Linked DNA regions of Mus musculus: regions 1, 3 and 4 are each linked to region 2. The links are chromatin contacts, called in public HiCAR-type and promoter capture Hi-C maps. All regions are on one chromosome and are shown on one strand. Each heading gives the region's core, a stretch centred on a gene start, on an enhancer-like site or on the middle of the called end of the contact. The rest is flanking DNA. Distances are from core to core; before and after follow the strand shown.

The links. Promoter capture Hi-C pulls out the DNA fragments that hold promoters and counts their contacts. HiCAR-type assays count read pairs that join an accessible place to other places.
Region 1: a contact with region 2 is called in a promoter capture Hi-C map of liver, with 5 times the contacts expected there. The contact joins the promoter of Ccdc71l here to the promoter of Snx13 in region 2. A contact is called at or near these places in 3 of 39 promoter capture datasets (hippocampal neurons, liver and pre-B cells) and 1 of 9 other capture datasets (liver).
Region 3: a contact with region 2 is called in a HiCAR-type map of astrocytes, with 6 times the contacts expected there. The contact joins the promoter of Sypl here to the promoter of Snx13 in region 2. A contact is called at or near these places in 3 of 39 promoter capture datasets (hippocampal neurons, liver and pre-B cells), 3 of 484 Hi-C or Micro-C datasets (CD4 T cells, CD8 T cells and embryonic stem cells) and 4 of 115 datasets of contacts at active chromatin or transcription factors (acute myeloid leukemia, astrocytes, embryonic forebrain and 1 more).
Region 4: a promoter capture Hi-C map of the 3T3-L1 cell line shows a contact between it and region 2, with 7 times the contacts expected there. The contact joins the enhancer-like site here to the promoter of Snx13 in region 2. A contact is called at or near these places in 4 of 39 promoter capture datasets (the 3T3-L1 cell line, hippocampal neurons, liver and 1 more) and 1 of 115 datasets of contacts at active chromatin or transcription factors (stem cell-derived neural progenitor cells).

Annotation. Positions count from the first base shown.
Region 1 is chr12:32,376,728-32,380,090 of GRCm38.p6, forward strand. Ccdc71l (coiled-coil domain containing 71 like) reads left to right here and starts at 2,062. Exons shown (of 1, transcript NM_001162903.1): 1 at 2,062-3,363. The coding sequence starts at 2,257. The coding sequence ends at 2,913.
Region 2 is chr12:35,045,444-35,049,057 of GRCm38.p6, forward strand. Snx13 (sorting nexin 13) reads left to right here and starts at 1,746. Exons shown (of 26, transcript NM_001014973.2): 1 at 1,746-1,968. The coding sequence starts at 1,954.
Region 3 is chr12:32,952,192-32,955,629 of GRCm38.p6, forward strand. It overlaps Sypl (synaptophysin-like protein), which reads left to right and starts at 1,995. Exons shown (of 5, transcript NM_198710.3): 1 at 1,995-2,168. The coding sequence starts at 2,100. It overlaps 4933406C10Rik (RIKEN cDNA 4933406C10 gene), which reads right to left and starts at 1,598. Exons shown (of 6, transcript NR_044986.1): 1 at 1,314-1,598; 2 at 1,007-1,180.
Region 4 is chr12:33,018,674-33,021,811 of GRCm38.p6, forward strand. All of the region lies in intron 2 of Gm40874 (a long non-coding RNA gene), which reads left to right. Among named protein-coding and RNA genes, the nearest start is that of Gm40874, 24 kb to the left of the region's middle. Within about 2 kb of position 1,853, at least 75 of the 459 cell types and tissues checked have an H3K27ac peak or open chromatin away from gene starts, as enhancers often do.

The sequences.
Region 1 (3,363 bases), core at 812-3,311, 2.7 Mb before region 2:
GAAGCCCTCCCTCCATAGTCTTCTAGCTTACGGTGAGATTGCCTGGGTCCATCTACACAGAAATTGATATTCTATTGTATTCTGACAGAAATTATTCAAATTTCACATTATGTGTTCTCAGAATTACCAAGAGAACTAGCTATGAATACAGTGGTTGCAACGTAATTCCTTCATGAGGAGACAGGAAGCTAGTGATTGTCTATGTAATCTTGTTCTGAGAGGAAGTATGCTTTTCTAGGAAAACGATTTTCTCTTTATAAGGCTGCCATCATTTTGGTACATGGAAAACTGATTCATGGTCACCGTTTTTATTTTTGCCATCAGCCTACTGTGTAGAGTGTGCACTTTAGTATAGGAAAGCAAGTTTCTCTCTTTTATTCTTTTTTTTTTTTTAGCTTTTATTAAAACTAAATAAAATGTTATATGGTTCAAACAAAATATTATCCGTGTCCAGTACAGGACAGATTAAAATTTCCTAGTTGTGGGTGAGAAGTACGATCAGGGGTATACAGCTATGTCTTTTGGTCATGCCACTGAACATGCATAAAGCATTTCTATTTAGTTAGCACAACACAGTGTGGAAGAACCAGCAGTGAAATATAAAGATCTCTAGATTAGGGACATAAAGCTCTATAGCAGCAACCCTGCTGTTAGCAAGCTGTCTTAATAAACTCCTGTGGGTCTAAACTGCCCTCATCTGTGCGACAAGAAGACTGAACCAGGTGTGTCTCAGCTCAAATATTTAAAGGAACTATTTTAACTGTATGCAGATCACAAAAATTTGGCATTGCATTCATTGTGTGCTGCAAAATAAGATACTTACTGAAGAAAATTCTAGCACCAGGACATAGATTTAAAAAAAAAAAACCTTATTTTACAGAAATCTTAGGGGCTGGAGGGTATAGATCACTAGTAGGGTGCAGTCTTCATATGTGTGAAGCTCTGGGTTCTATCCCCAGCAAGGGGAATAATGAAGTTTAAAGGACTTCAAAGAAAATTGCAATATAAATGCAAAATATATAATTACCTTGTTCTAAGCAATTTCAGTGCTGCACTCCATTTCAAACAGGCAGTGCTATTTCATACATCCATTTGGTATGCATTCAACGCCTATTATGTGAATAGGCAGCGAGTTGAGAGTGAATAGAGGAATTGACAAAAAGGATGTCTACTACTGTCTTCCCAAATACAAAAGGTGATTCATTCTTAAGGATGTATTCTTCTCAAAGAATCTTATTGATTACGTGGAATACTACATCAAGGATAGAGATGGTGCTGCGAATGGCAATTTAATACCAACTGAAATGTGGAATAGCACTCTGATTTAAAAAAAATGTTTTCTTTCAGCAGAACAGCTTTGCTGCCATTGCTGTTTGTCCAACTTGAGCAGACTTTTTAGTTCATACAGTATTAACTCTTTTCTTTCCCAGTGACCTGTACCTCCTAAATGTGCCAAGATGGTTCCATTGCCCAGAAGGAAGCTGTCATCAATGCCTGAACTTTTAGTTTTCTTAAAAGATGGGGTCAAGAGAGGCAAAGCATATGAAGATGCCAAAGCAGGATTTGAGACTTTAGAAGGGATTCATGAAATGCCCATCCCTTCTAGTTTATACCCAACTCTCTCAGCTGTTATACTATCAAGTCTTGGGGTTCTCTCTCATTATTCAGACTGGTAGACTTCCCCAGCTCAACCCACAGCTGAACACAATCACCCACGACACCCCCAAACATGGCACTCACACCCACCCACTTCCTTCTCTTGACAGGGCAACCCTCATGGATCCACCCAATGGTTGACTGGCCTTCCAGGGCCTCACCATCACCCACCACAGCCACCATGTTCCACGAACTGGCCTCTCCCCCATCAGTCCCCGCCCCTCACTCGGAGAGCACCCAATGGGAGGAGCTGAGGCCGTGGGAGGCGGGGACTAAGGCGGGCCCATTTAAAGAAAGGCTGAGGGCGAAAGGAGGCAAGAGAAGAGAAGAAAGAGAAGCCAGGGGAGGGGGCGGGCGCCGTCCAATGACAAAGCCCCGGGGTGGGCGCCCGCCGCTGCCGCCATCTTTAGCCCGGCCACAGGACAACCAGCGCGTCCTCCGCCCCGAGGGGGAGGGGCGGCGAGGCGAGAAAAGTAGCGAGCGGCGCCGGGCGGAAGGCGCCAGCACAGGCTAGCAGCGCCGGGCGGAAGGCGCCAGCACAGGCGAGCGCCGCCGAGCCGGGCGCGGACAGGGACGGCGGGCGGTCCCGAGCGGCCTCTGATGCGACGCGGCGTGAAGAGGCGGCGGCGCCGGCCCCGGGCTGCCTGGGGCGGCGGCTACGGAGCGGAAGGAGGGGCCGGGCTGGAGGCGCTGGAGGAGAAGGTGGTGTACTCGCGGTCGCAACTGTCGCTGGCCGGAAGCACGGAGGCGCTGGGCGACGCCTTCAAGCTCTTCATGCCCAGCAGCACGGAGTTCATGAGCTCGGAAGCGGAGCTCTGGAGCTTCCTCTGCAGCCTCAAGCACCAGTTCTCCCCGCACATCCTGCGCAGCAAGGACGTCTACGGCTACTCCTCGTGCCGGGCACTGGTGCCCGACCCCCCGGCGCCCGACAGCCGCCCCGCGCGCCGGCCGCGCCCGCGCGCAACGCCCAGGAGGAGGCGCCGTGGAGCTCGGGCTGCCGCGGACACCCGTAGGCCGCGCCCCGCCGCTGCGGCCGCGGAGCCCGGGCCTCCCGCATCCAGCTTCGGGGGCCGCACCCTGGAGGAGATCTGGAGGGCGGCCACCCCGACGCTGACCAGCTTCCCGACCATCCGCGTCGGCGACGACGTGTGGGGCGAGCGCAGCCTGGCGGTGGCGCGGCGCAGGGCGAGCCAAGTGCTGCGAGTGGACCTGGACCCGGTGGTGAGGCTGCGCCGCTTCCCGGTGCACCGGCTGTGATGCGCGCTGCGGCGCCTCCTGCCGGCCGCCGCCCGGGGAAGCTTCCGCGCGCTGGAACGGACTTATGTCAATGTCAGTCGAATGTTTACAGAACCGGCCCCCTTTGGTGCACTTTATGCGCGAACTAGGCCCCTGGATGCGGTGCGGCGCCGCGGTCCAGGATCGGGACAGGTGCGGCCCCCACGCCCGCGGCCAGACGGGACGGCCGGACCCGCGACAGAAGTCCCTTTGCTTCCCAACCCGGATGGAGACGTCTCCAGAACCTGGAGGGACACGTGCGTTTTCTCCCTCTCGGACTCTACCTCACCGGTCTGGAAGACCTCCGAAGACTTACAAATTTTTTTCTCCAAAGGAATTTTGTTTTCGTGCTTGTGTAATACAGCCAGAATTTTACTTGCTCCTGATTCCCCTTCTGTTTTCTTTTTGACTGTCAGCCCCACTTTCTGGACA
Region 2 (3,614 bases), core at 496-2,995:
TTCTGCTTTCACAAGGGTCTCCCTTAGCTACGGATGGCCTTGAACTGGCTTTGCTTACTTATTTCTAACCTGACAGTAACCTTGTATTTCTAACTCTCCAGGCATCACAGCCCAAGTGCTGGGATCACAGGCATTTGTTGCTACACCTGACTTAAGTGGTCCTGGGGATTTAATGTTGGGCTCTGAGCATGTTCAGCTAGGGCTCCTAGTTTGTCACCTTTAAAAAAGGGAAAACATCTTATACAAAAGGAAATTGATGGAAAAAGTGGAACAGAATACCCAGGGAAGCCACCTAAATTACAGTTTTAATTCAATAGTCGGTATTTTAAACATTAATGAACCTTCTGCATTCTTATTTACAGGATGGAACAGTATCTTCTTTCAGGTTCCTTGTTGTCTCTTCTCTTGGTTTCTCTCAGTATTAACACAGTTTGCATTTTCCAATCTTGTTTCCTATTTATAGATTAATCTGCCAGTGCTTCAATTATATTTGGTTGTATTGCAGACGTTAGAATGCACTTGTTCCAGTAACAGAAAAATTATATATATATAAGTTGCCCAGTAAAAAACAAACAAAAAAACCCAACTTTGCTATAAACTCACTGAATGGAGCAGTCGGGGCTTTTCTTCAAAGTCTGTATGACATCTTAAATGAAATTTTATTTTGGGGGACAGAACAGAATAGAGATAACACAGGGTTTGTAATGCACTTGCTTTATTCACTGTGGTGAGAATGAGTACCTCCTTAAATTACATTTAGCACAATAGTACCATTGTTAAGTGCAGATTCCATCACAAAGGAAGTAACTACTGGCTTTAGTTTTCCACAATTTCTTTTATAAACTTTTTCTTCTTCTTTTTTTTTTTTCCCGGTAAGAATGAGATACAAGTGTTTTATTTTTCAAGCCCAAACACTTCTCAGTTTCACTGTAAATTGGTTTGTAACAGCAGAGGCATGAAAAGAAAACTACTTCACGGGCAATTCAGGAAGAAGCGAGTGATTTTTACTGTCATTCCTGTAGAAGTGGACCGAGATAGTTGTCACGGTATCAGCAGTTCTAGCCACAGAACTTCGGAGTTCAGTCTCATTTTATTCGTAACTACTTACAGAGACACATGCTGAAATGCGTTCACTGTGATATATAAACATATATATATATATATATTTTTTTTTTTTGAATTCCCAATAAAGCCATAGAGACTACAGCTACCGGGCAAAAGCTGCTTGATTTTTAAGACTATGAAAGAAACACTAAGCCTTCAGGCTTGAGCAGGTTCTGGCCAATCAGCAAAGCAGTAGCCCTTAACTCTGCCAGGATCGGGGTGAAGGCGATCTGCCCTGATCGCGTCTACAACCTGTCGCGCACCCAGCACAGGACTTACTGAGCGCTGGGAGCAACAGAGGCAAGTTTCGGCCGAAGTTTCGGAATGAGGCGCGGCGCGGGCGGCAGTTTCAGGTCACCGCGCTGCGGAGGGGACCGCAGCCGAGTGTCCCGAGCACTCTACGGGCTCCACAGGGTCGGGGAGACGCGAGATGCCAGTTTCTCCGCCGGCACCCAGCCTCCGCTGCGCCACCAGCCCGCAAACCCGCCACCACGGTGGCCCGGGATCCAGCCCGCAGAGGAGGTCCCGGGTCGCGCGCGGCCCAGCCCCCGCCGCCGACCCTGCGCGCGCCGGCGCCATGGAGACAGTCACAAGACGCTCGCGCCCGGCGCGCCAGCCAATGGGAGCGCACGTCGCGGGGAGACGCGGACGTCGCTCTTCCAAGATGGCGGCGCGTCCGTCGCGAGCAGCCGGGCCGGGGGGAAGCCAGCGAAGCCGAGTAAAGCCGCCGCCCGGGACAGGACTGAAGCAGCAGTTGCCGCCGTTGGCGGCGGCCCGGGCAGTTTCCGCTGCTGCTACGGCTATTGCCATGCGGCGAGGCTAGGGAGGACCTCACTCCCCCGGGGTGTAATGATGTTAACAGAGGTAAGCGGCGCCCACTGTTTACCTGAGAGGCGGGTGAGCGGCCGGCGCCAGCCCGCCCGTCACCGACGCCGCTCCCGGCGCTGGGCCCGACCGGAGCCGAGGCCCGGCCGGCCGGGCTGGCAGCCGCCGGGTTCCCACAAGTGCCACCGAGTGGGCGCGGTGCTGACTCGGCAGAGTTCCACCTCCTCCTGCCGCCGCTCCCCTTCGCCCGAGCTGTCGCTCCTTCCTGGAGTCCGCTCCGCCTGCCCCGAGGCGGTCGTGGTCCCCGCGTCCCGGTGCTGGCCCTTGTCGGTGTCCCCGGCTTGCAGGGCCCTTCCCCTCCCGGCTGGGTCGGGTCAACCTCCTGGCGGTGGCAGCCGGCCTGAGCCCTACATTGGCTGCTCCGCGAAGTGAGCCAGGTTCCTCCAGCCACACTCGCTGGCCTCGCGCCCTCCTCCCCTGCCCCCACATCCCGTCACGTTCCTTCAGTCCCTGATCCCAAAGTTCAGTTTGGCATCCACCTTCCTGACCCGCGGATGGCCCCCTTGCTTCTCTCTGTGGGAACAGTTTTTCTCATTTGACCTGAAATGGAAGTAGGGCAGCAACGACGAACCAATCAGTTTCCCCTTCCTTAGTGCCCACTGTCCAGTGCAAAAACCAGACGTTTGAAGAAGTAGAGTTTGCCTGCACTAGCAGTACTTTAGGGGGAAGAACTTAATCGGTGCAGCTAGTTTAGTGACCAGAGGTGACATAGCTGGGCGAATGGTCTATTGCAGGTGTTGGATGTCTGACGCTTGTAGATTGGATAAAATCCCAGAGGCTGCTCCCTTAAGGTTCTGTGAGGATCCTAATGTCAGGGACCGGTTTGAACATCTTTGGGAGCTGATGTGAGGGTACTAAACCACGTTGATGGTCACTGGGAAGCAGTCCTACACGGGCCAAAAAGGACATTTTGAAATGGAAACATTGGAAACAAGTGGATTTTACTGTGTGAAAAGCGATGGCACAATAGGACACACTGGGTTCTCCAAGTTTTGGGAACTCGTCTAACTAAGTGCCTTGTACCTTAGTATCTGTTTTCATCTGTGCCCAGATTCTGGCAAACACGACGTGCCTGGGAAACCCCTATTGGTTGATTGTTAACTTAGGAACTACACATTTCTAGGAGTTAGACGTTCACTTTACGTTTCCTAATTCTACATATTTCCGAAGTTACTTACATTGTCACAGACTATGGTTATACATTGTCCTTAGTTGTGGATTTAAAAAGCAAGTAGCATCCCAAGTTTATTTTACTCTGATACTTAAGTGAGCAGCTGCTCTTACATCAGTATTAGTAACTTTTCAGTGGTGTCTATAATATATTAGCATGAAATATCTTTTTGATAAAACTTATTAGAGTTTTGATCTTTTCACAGGAAACTAGTGTGCTAATACAAGGGTACTGTCTTGATTCGGATACCCAGAGAGGATTCTAAACATCTGCATTTTATAGGACTTAATGTTTCAGTGAAGCCTTTTAAACAGGTCAGAGATTGTAGTAAGCTGTCCTTATGCTGTGTGTGTACATCAGTCTTGTTAGTGGCAGAGCCAGTGTTCCAATGCTGGCAGTGCCTGTAGAGCTATTTTATCAAGCTAACTTGATTTTATTTATTTTATCAAGCTGC
Region 3 (3,438 bases), core at 745-3,244, 2.1 Mb before region 2:
CAGGATACTCTGGTGTTGTAAGCTCCTCTGGTATTGCAGCCTTACCCCCCCCCCCCCACACACACACACACACACAACTGCTCTTAGGTGGTCTTGCCTACTTTTAGTAGTGCAGGATAAGATGACACAGAACAGAAAGCAGCAGAGACTGGAAAGCAGTGGCGGCAAAATGGCACACACAGAAGTAGCAGGTACCCTGTGTCTAAGGCGGCAGAAGTGAACAGTCCTAGCAGCTGAGGTAGAGAGCCAAGACTAACGGATAAAACCTTATAATCAGCCAGAGAAGAGCAAGGGCAGGCCCTGGCACCACAAGAGCTCCAGATAGCTGTTAAGCCTTCAGGGCCAAAGGTCTCATCCTGGGCCAAGAGCTGCCAAGGGTTGAGGAACCCCAGTGTTCTAGACTTACAAACCGGAACATTTGTAAGGTTGAGTTATGAGGGCTGCAACACTAGAGGGTGCCACTTGCTGCTGCTTCTGTCGGGATTCAGCCACCACTCACTGCTGCCTGACAGAAATGAAGGCTACAAGAGACCAGCTCCTCACTTGCTTCCCCTGCCTATCCTTCCCACAATTCCTATCCAACTGTGCAGTCAAGCAAACCTCAGCCAGCTGCCTGGTGACAGGACTACAGGAACAAACCATGGGAGTACAAATTGTTTCAGACCTCTCAGCTCTATAAAGTTGCAAGATGAGCATTATCCCATCCTGTTAGCATCTATTTCATTTTGAAATTACATTGAATATATTTTTGGCTATTTTGTATAATTCTACTTTGAATACTTTTTCCTTTGAAGCACAGCTAAGTGATTTACTTGTGGGTTCCTATCCAACAGGTCTCAGCAGAAAATAACTTTTTTTTTTTAAGACTTAAAGAGAAATGCTGAGTGGAATACACGGAAATAAGAGTGAAGGAAGGAGGAAGTGTTAGCTTGGTAGTAACTGTTCATGGGTAGTGGTCAGTTCTAATGGAATACTCCACTGACATTTAGGAAATATAAATAAGTACCTGGGAGCTGGAACTAGGATCCTCTGTGGCAAAGATCTTCCTTCGATGTTGGTGTTATCTCACCATGCATGAAGACAGGCCACTATCCCAACCCTCCAAAAAAGGCCAGGCACAAGGAAGCCAGAGAAGAGATGTCTAGATTGGTCCCATTCTGGTGGCAGGAGGGAGTGTTCCCTAAGACAAATCATGAAAGATGAGTTAACTTGACCCCCCCCCACTCCCCCGCCCCCCCCCAAAAAAAAACGGCACGAAATACAGGCCTCGCCAAACGGGGATAGAGGTGGAGAGATGAGTTGTCCTGTGAGACCTGTCAAGCCATGATCTCAAATGGGTGGTCTTTCTCCTACTCTGGCTCCAACAACTTTGCGATGTCTGCGGAAATGTTTGGTGAATCATACGTTCAAGCACCCTTACATAAGGCAGGTTCGCCAGACGGCCGCAGTTTTGCAATAACTATGACTTTAAGGGCCCTGAACACGAGCTTTGAAGTGAGGCTTTGTCTGTGTACACACTTGACACATTTGCCCAAAAGTTCAGAGCACTGGGAAGAAAACGGGCCGTTGTGAGGGCGGGCAGTCACAGCCACAAAAGGGCATAGCAACCAGAACGCCACCGAGGTGGAGGGCCGTGCTGCGCAGGCGCAGCTGTCCCCCGACCCCACCCACCCCCGTCGCGCGCTCGCAAAGGCCGGAAAAGAGTCTGGGGCCTAGGGAGCGCGCGTGCGCGTTAGAGACAGAGCTAGGCTTTGGGGAAGGGGGCGCGGCACACGCATGGCTTCCAAAGCCAACATGGTTCGTCAGCGGTTCAGCCGGCTGAGTCAGGTGCGGCCGGGGGAGGAGCCAGCCCTTCCCAGTCCCTCCTCGGCCTGGTCTCGGCTCGCCCTCTCTGTCTCCTGGGCGCGGACTCAACGGCCGCCCGGCCCCGCCTTAAAGGCCAGGCCGTCCCGCCCCGATGCCCCTTCGTCCCCACCCCTCCGGCCCCGCCCCCAGCCCCGCCGGCTCCGCCTCCCGCTCTCGCCGCGGAGTCGCTCCGGTCTCGCCGCTCCCCTCCTCCGCCCCGCGTCCTGACTCTCTTCCCTCCTTTCCCTCAGAGGATGTCCGCCTTCCAGATCAACCTCAACCCGCTCAAGGAGCCGCTCGGCTTCATCAAGATCCTCGAGTGGGTGAGTGCAGCTTGCGACGCCGACCTCGCCCGGTCCAGCGCGGGGCGCCTTGCCGGGAGGCGGGGACGCGGTCGTGAGGGAGTCCCCCACGCTCGAAGGCCGCGGGGCGGAGATGGCGGCCGGCGTCGAGTCGAGTCGCCGGTGTGGGCGGCTTCTCCCGGCCGCCCCTAGCCGCGGAGGCGTGGAAGCTCGCTCGCTTTTTTTTCTCAGGCTCCACTGCCATCCGCAAAGGAAGACAGGATTTCCTGCTGCGGTCCAACTGATACCGACCGCCCGGAGGCCCGCGGCTTCCGCGGGCGAGGCTAGACCTGGGTTGCGCCCTTCGCTGGCGGCGGGTATGGGCTCCTGTTAAAAATAGTGTGTGTCAGAGAAGCCGAGGCAAAGCCCTTGCCCCGACGCATTAAATTGTCGGCCCATTTAACGCCTGGCCTGGACGTCGAGATTGTTTATAGCAACATCCTGCTTGGAAAGTCAGCTTTCTGCCCTTTCCTGCCAAGCAATCATTAACATCAAAGGAGACTTACAAGTTAGACCTTGTCACGTGCAGCTAGTTTATCAAGCTCTGCGATTTTCCTTCAAACTTAGCGGCCCACTATAGTTGGGTGCTGACTTGAAGAGTTAATGTAAGCACTTGGCATTTATTTGCCCCGTGTGCAGTCAGGTAGTGTTTCGTAGCCGATAACGTTTAATTCCTTCACAGTTCATGTTGAGGGTGAAAAATAAGAACTCTCCGGTTTCGTGCGTGTGTTTTAACGAAGAGCTTGAAGTTCTCCGATGACTGATGACTGCTCGCTCTGATTTTTGTATTTACACTTTATGCCTTCAATTTTGTGAAAACTGAAATGCTGCTCTTGCAACTGGCAAAAGACACGTGACTTTCTGTGCAACCCTAAGTTTAGAAGAAGGTTGTTATTTTAATTCCAAAAGTCATAGGGGAGAAATCAAAGAAATGTGTGTTAAGAATGAACCTTACATTTAGTCTCATTGAATGTTACAATTCAGTTTAATAATTTAGATTTTCACTTAAGTAAGAGGCAGCTTATATCTTTTCTTGAATATTTTAAAGTAGGAGTAATTTTGTTGTGTGCTGAAATTATCTTTAAGTTTCTTAAAATAATACTTTGAGTTTGAAAACCTTTTATTACACAGGCAGTAAGTTTGTAGTAAGACTATAGAGTGTTAATGGTGTAGTGAGTATTTACCCAACAAATATTTGAGTAGGTAGCATATACCAGCACTGTGCTAAATGCCAGCTTACAGATGTGAATCA
Region 4 (3,138 bases), core at 603-3,102, 2.0 Mb before region 2:
TATCTCCCTTCCTTGCAAAAGTCCTCTTCCAAGGAATGCCCCAGAATTCTTCCAAGATGCCCATGCTTCCGTTGGCCTTGTGCCTCTGACCGAACAATGCAGTCACATGAGGCAGTGGCTGTGCCGTGGCAGGAGGTTTCCTGGCTCAGACAGGGAGGCTTCAGAACGACTTCTGACCTGGAGGCAGAGGTTGGTGGAGGCATGTTTCAAATAGGGTCATCTTGAGTTCCCTCCTTGATGTGGAACATTCTATAATATTATATAACATGGCTTAAGGATTGGGCTTTGGTTGTGTGGGATGGAAGTATGTGGCAAATCACAAGACTAAAGGAGAATAAGAAACAAAGCAGACGTGCGTCTCCTATTCTACCTCTGTTCCCAGGATTTCGATGAGCGGGGCTCACAGTTAGTTCTCCTGGTACCTGCGGAACAGGTGATCTACTTGGCTGCAAGGGGAGATGCTACACAAGTTCTAGGCACTGGGAAGTTTGGGTGAAGGAAACCTGCCATCCTATAAGAAGATAACAGTCTTTTCTGCCAAAAACAACCGGAACCCTGGTGGTCCACCATTCAGGCACTGCAGACAGCTCCCAGGAGCTCTGAAATGCCTGTTCTTTGCTGGGTAGTCCCAGGAGGGCCATCTGTCTCCCAGCTCTGCCTCTGACCTAACTCTGGAAGCAGCAAGCTAAGCACCAGAGGCCCCCTGGGTGTGAGGTCCCCAAGTCAGTCAAGGTCTCCATTGTATATACACTAATTGCCTTGGTCACTGCTGACTTACGGGAACTCCATGGTTATCCAGCTACTTCTGCCAAGCCTGAGTGACCTCCCAAGTGGAGGCCCAGAAAGAAATGAGAGATTCCAGAGTCCCTCCAAGCTCTCTGTAATAGAATTTTGGATTTAGTGTTTTGTCTCATCACTTTGTCTTACTTATTTTATGTAGGTGATATAAACATCTGGTACCCAGATCTCCATGCATTTTTTCATGCCTTGCTAGCCCCGTGAGGGGTTATAACCCCTCTGCTCTCCCATCCTGTTCATTTGTGTATGGACTTCACAGAGGCTAAGTAACTCACCAGGAAGCTTTTGTAGTAGGCTGAACAGATGTGTTTCTGAGACATGAGTGTGTGTGTGTGTGTGTGTGTGTGTGTGTGTGTGTGTGTGTGTGAGAGAGAGAGAGAGAGCAATGTCTCCTTAAACTTAATTCTTGGCAGTGCCCTACCACCACCACCTAGAGGAACCCCAAGAGAAAGCTCTAGGCACAGGCAGCTGGCATAGTATCTGGGGGTGGGCACAAGACAGCCGTTCTTTCAGAGAGATCCCCTGCTTCCCTTTAGGGCCTGCTCCTTCATGAAGTGCCCCCCCCCCCCCCGCTTTCTTAGGAACATTGGCCTGGCATTGGGCTCAGGACCAGGGACAGACAGTCACCCTGCACATCATGTGGCACAAGGAACACTCCAAAGCTGGAACATGTACCGCTCAGCCATCTTTAGTAGATTAAAGCCAGAGGCTTTGAAGGTCCACCCCAGTCATGACTCAGCACTTTGGCATACTGGGCACACTGGACACACCGGTTGAGCCAAGGAACTCTCAGCTGCGCCGAGCCCGTGTTGACTCATCCCAAGGGCTGAAGAGTTCCCATCCAAACTTGGAGTCTCAAATCTAGACTTGCAGAGACTCCAAGAGATTCCTTAGGGCAACTGAAAGCTAGAAAAGTCACCCAGCCTGGCTTTGTCCCCTTTCAAGAACAAATTCCTATTCCTGAAGCTGCATGGGTAGCCAGGACAACAGTTAAGGCACGCAGCATGCAAAATCTGTCTGCCGGGCTTTTGGTGCCTTAAATCCCAGGCAAGCTCAGACTTTCCACTGCTTCAGAAGTGGTTAGTCAGGCAGGGAGAACACAGACTCCTGTGCTGTCTAGCTTTATGTCAGCATGTTCCAAGCTAACATCATCAGAGAGGAGGAAGCCTCAGTTGAGAAATTTTTTTCCATAAGATCAGGCTGTGGGCAGGCCTGTAGGGCATTTTCTTAATTAGGGATGATGAGGGAGAGCCCAGCCCACTGTGGGTGGTACCATCTCTGGGTGATGATTCTGAGTTCTACAAGACAGCAGTCTGAGCAGTCCATGAGGAGCAAGCCAGCAAGCAGCACCCCTCCATGGCCTCTGCATCAGGCAGGGTTCCAGGTTCCTGCCCTGCTTGAGCTCCTGTCCTGACTTCCTTCAATGTTGATATGAATGCGATAAAAGTATAAGGCAATAGCCCTTTCCTTCCCAAGTTGTTTTTGGTGTTTTGTGTCTCATCATAGCAATAGAAACCCTAACTAAGATAGATAGTCACAGACCTTGGTCCTGGAACTGTTGATAATTAGTGCGCTGATACAGTCTTCACTAATTTTCCTTGTCTATGTAACAAGGAGTGAGGCCGGTGACCTCAAATCCCATCAGAGGTTGAGCATTCCAGAGAGAGTTTTCTCTCGAAATTCTGCTCAAGCTACAGGGTTAGGTGGGCTCTGTGCAGTCTGGCAGCCTGCAAAACACATTCACACCAACGTTCCCAGCGAAGTTCCCAAGCCCTGGATCTGCCAGGCTGTCACCTTCCAGATATTGATCTTAGCACATTTGCCAGCCTCTTAGATCAATCACCGAGCTAACCGGAGGCTGACTGATCTGTGGATTGGTTCTCCGGGAGTCTGGATGCCCAGCCTGTTTTGATGAGTCATTTTCTTAGAGCAATGTAACCAGGCTGAGGTGGGGGCGGGAGCTCTCCATGCCACTCCATGAATTGGAAGTATAGTGACTTCAAGTCACTATGCTTACAGTAGCCCGGTGACATCCAGCAGAAAAGCTTGCCACTTCTGCCAATCCGTGCTTAATGCAGTTTGTACTCCATTAGTGGCCCATGTTCAGGTTGACTCCAGAGCCAGCTGTTTCCTTGGCTGCTTTCTTTGGAACCAGTTGATGCTTGACCAGAGGTGTCTATTGGCAGAAAAATGGAGCTGGAGTATGAGTCCAAGGTGTCCAGACATGGTCTCTCTGTCATACTCTGTGGGGAGGGTTCCAGAGTGCAGGCGGCCCCAGAGGTCTCCAGGAAGGTCAGACGCTTCCCTGGGAAATACCCTCAGCCAGAGGAAAATGGAGGC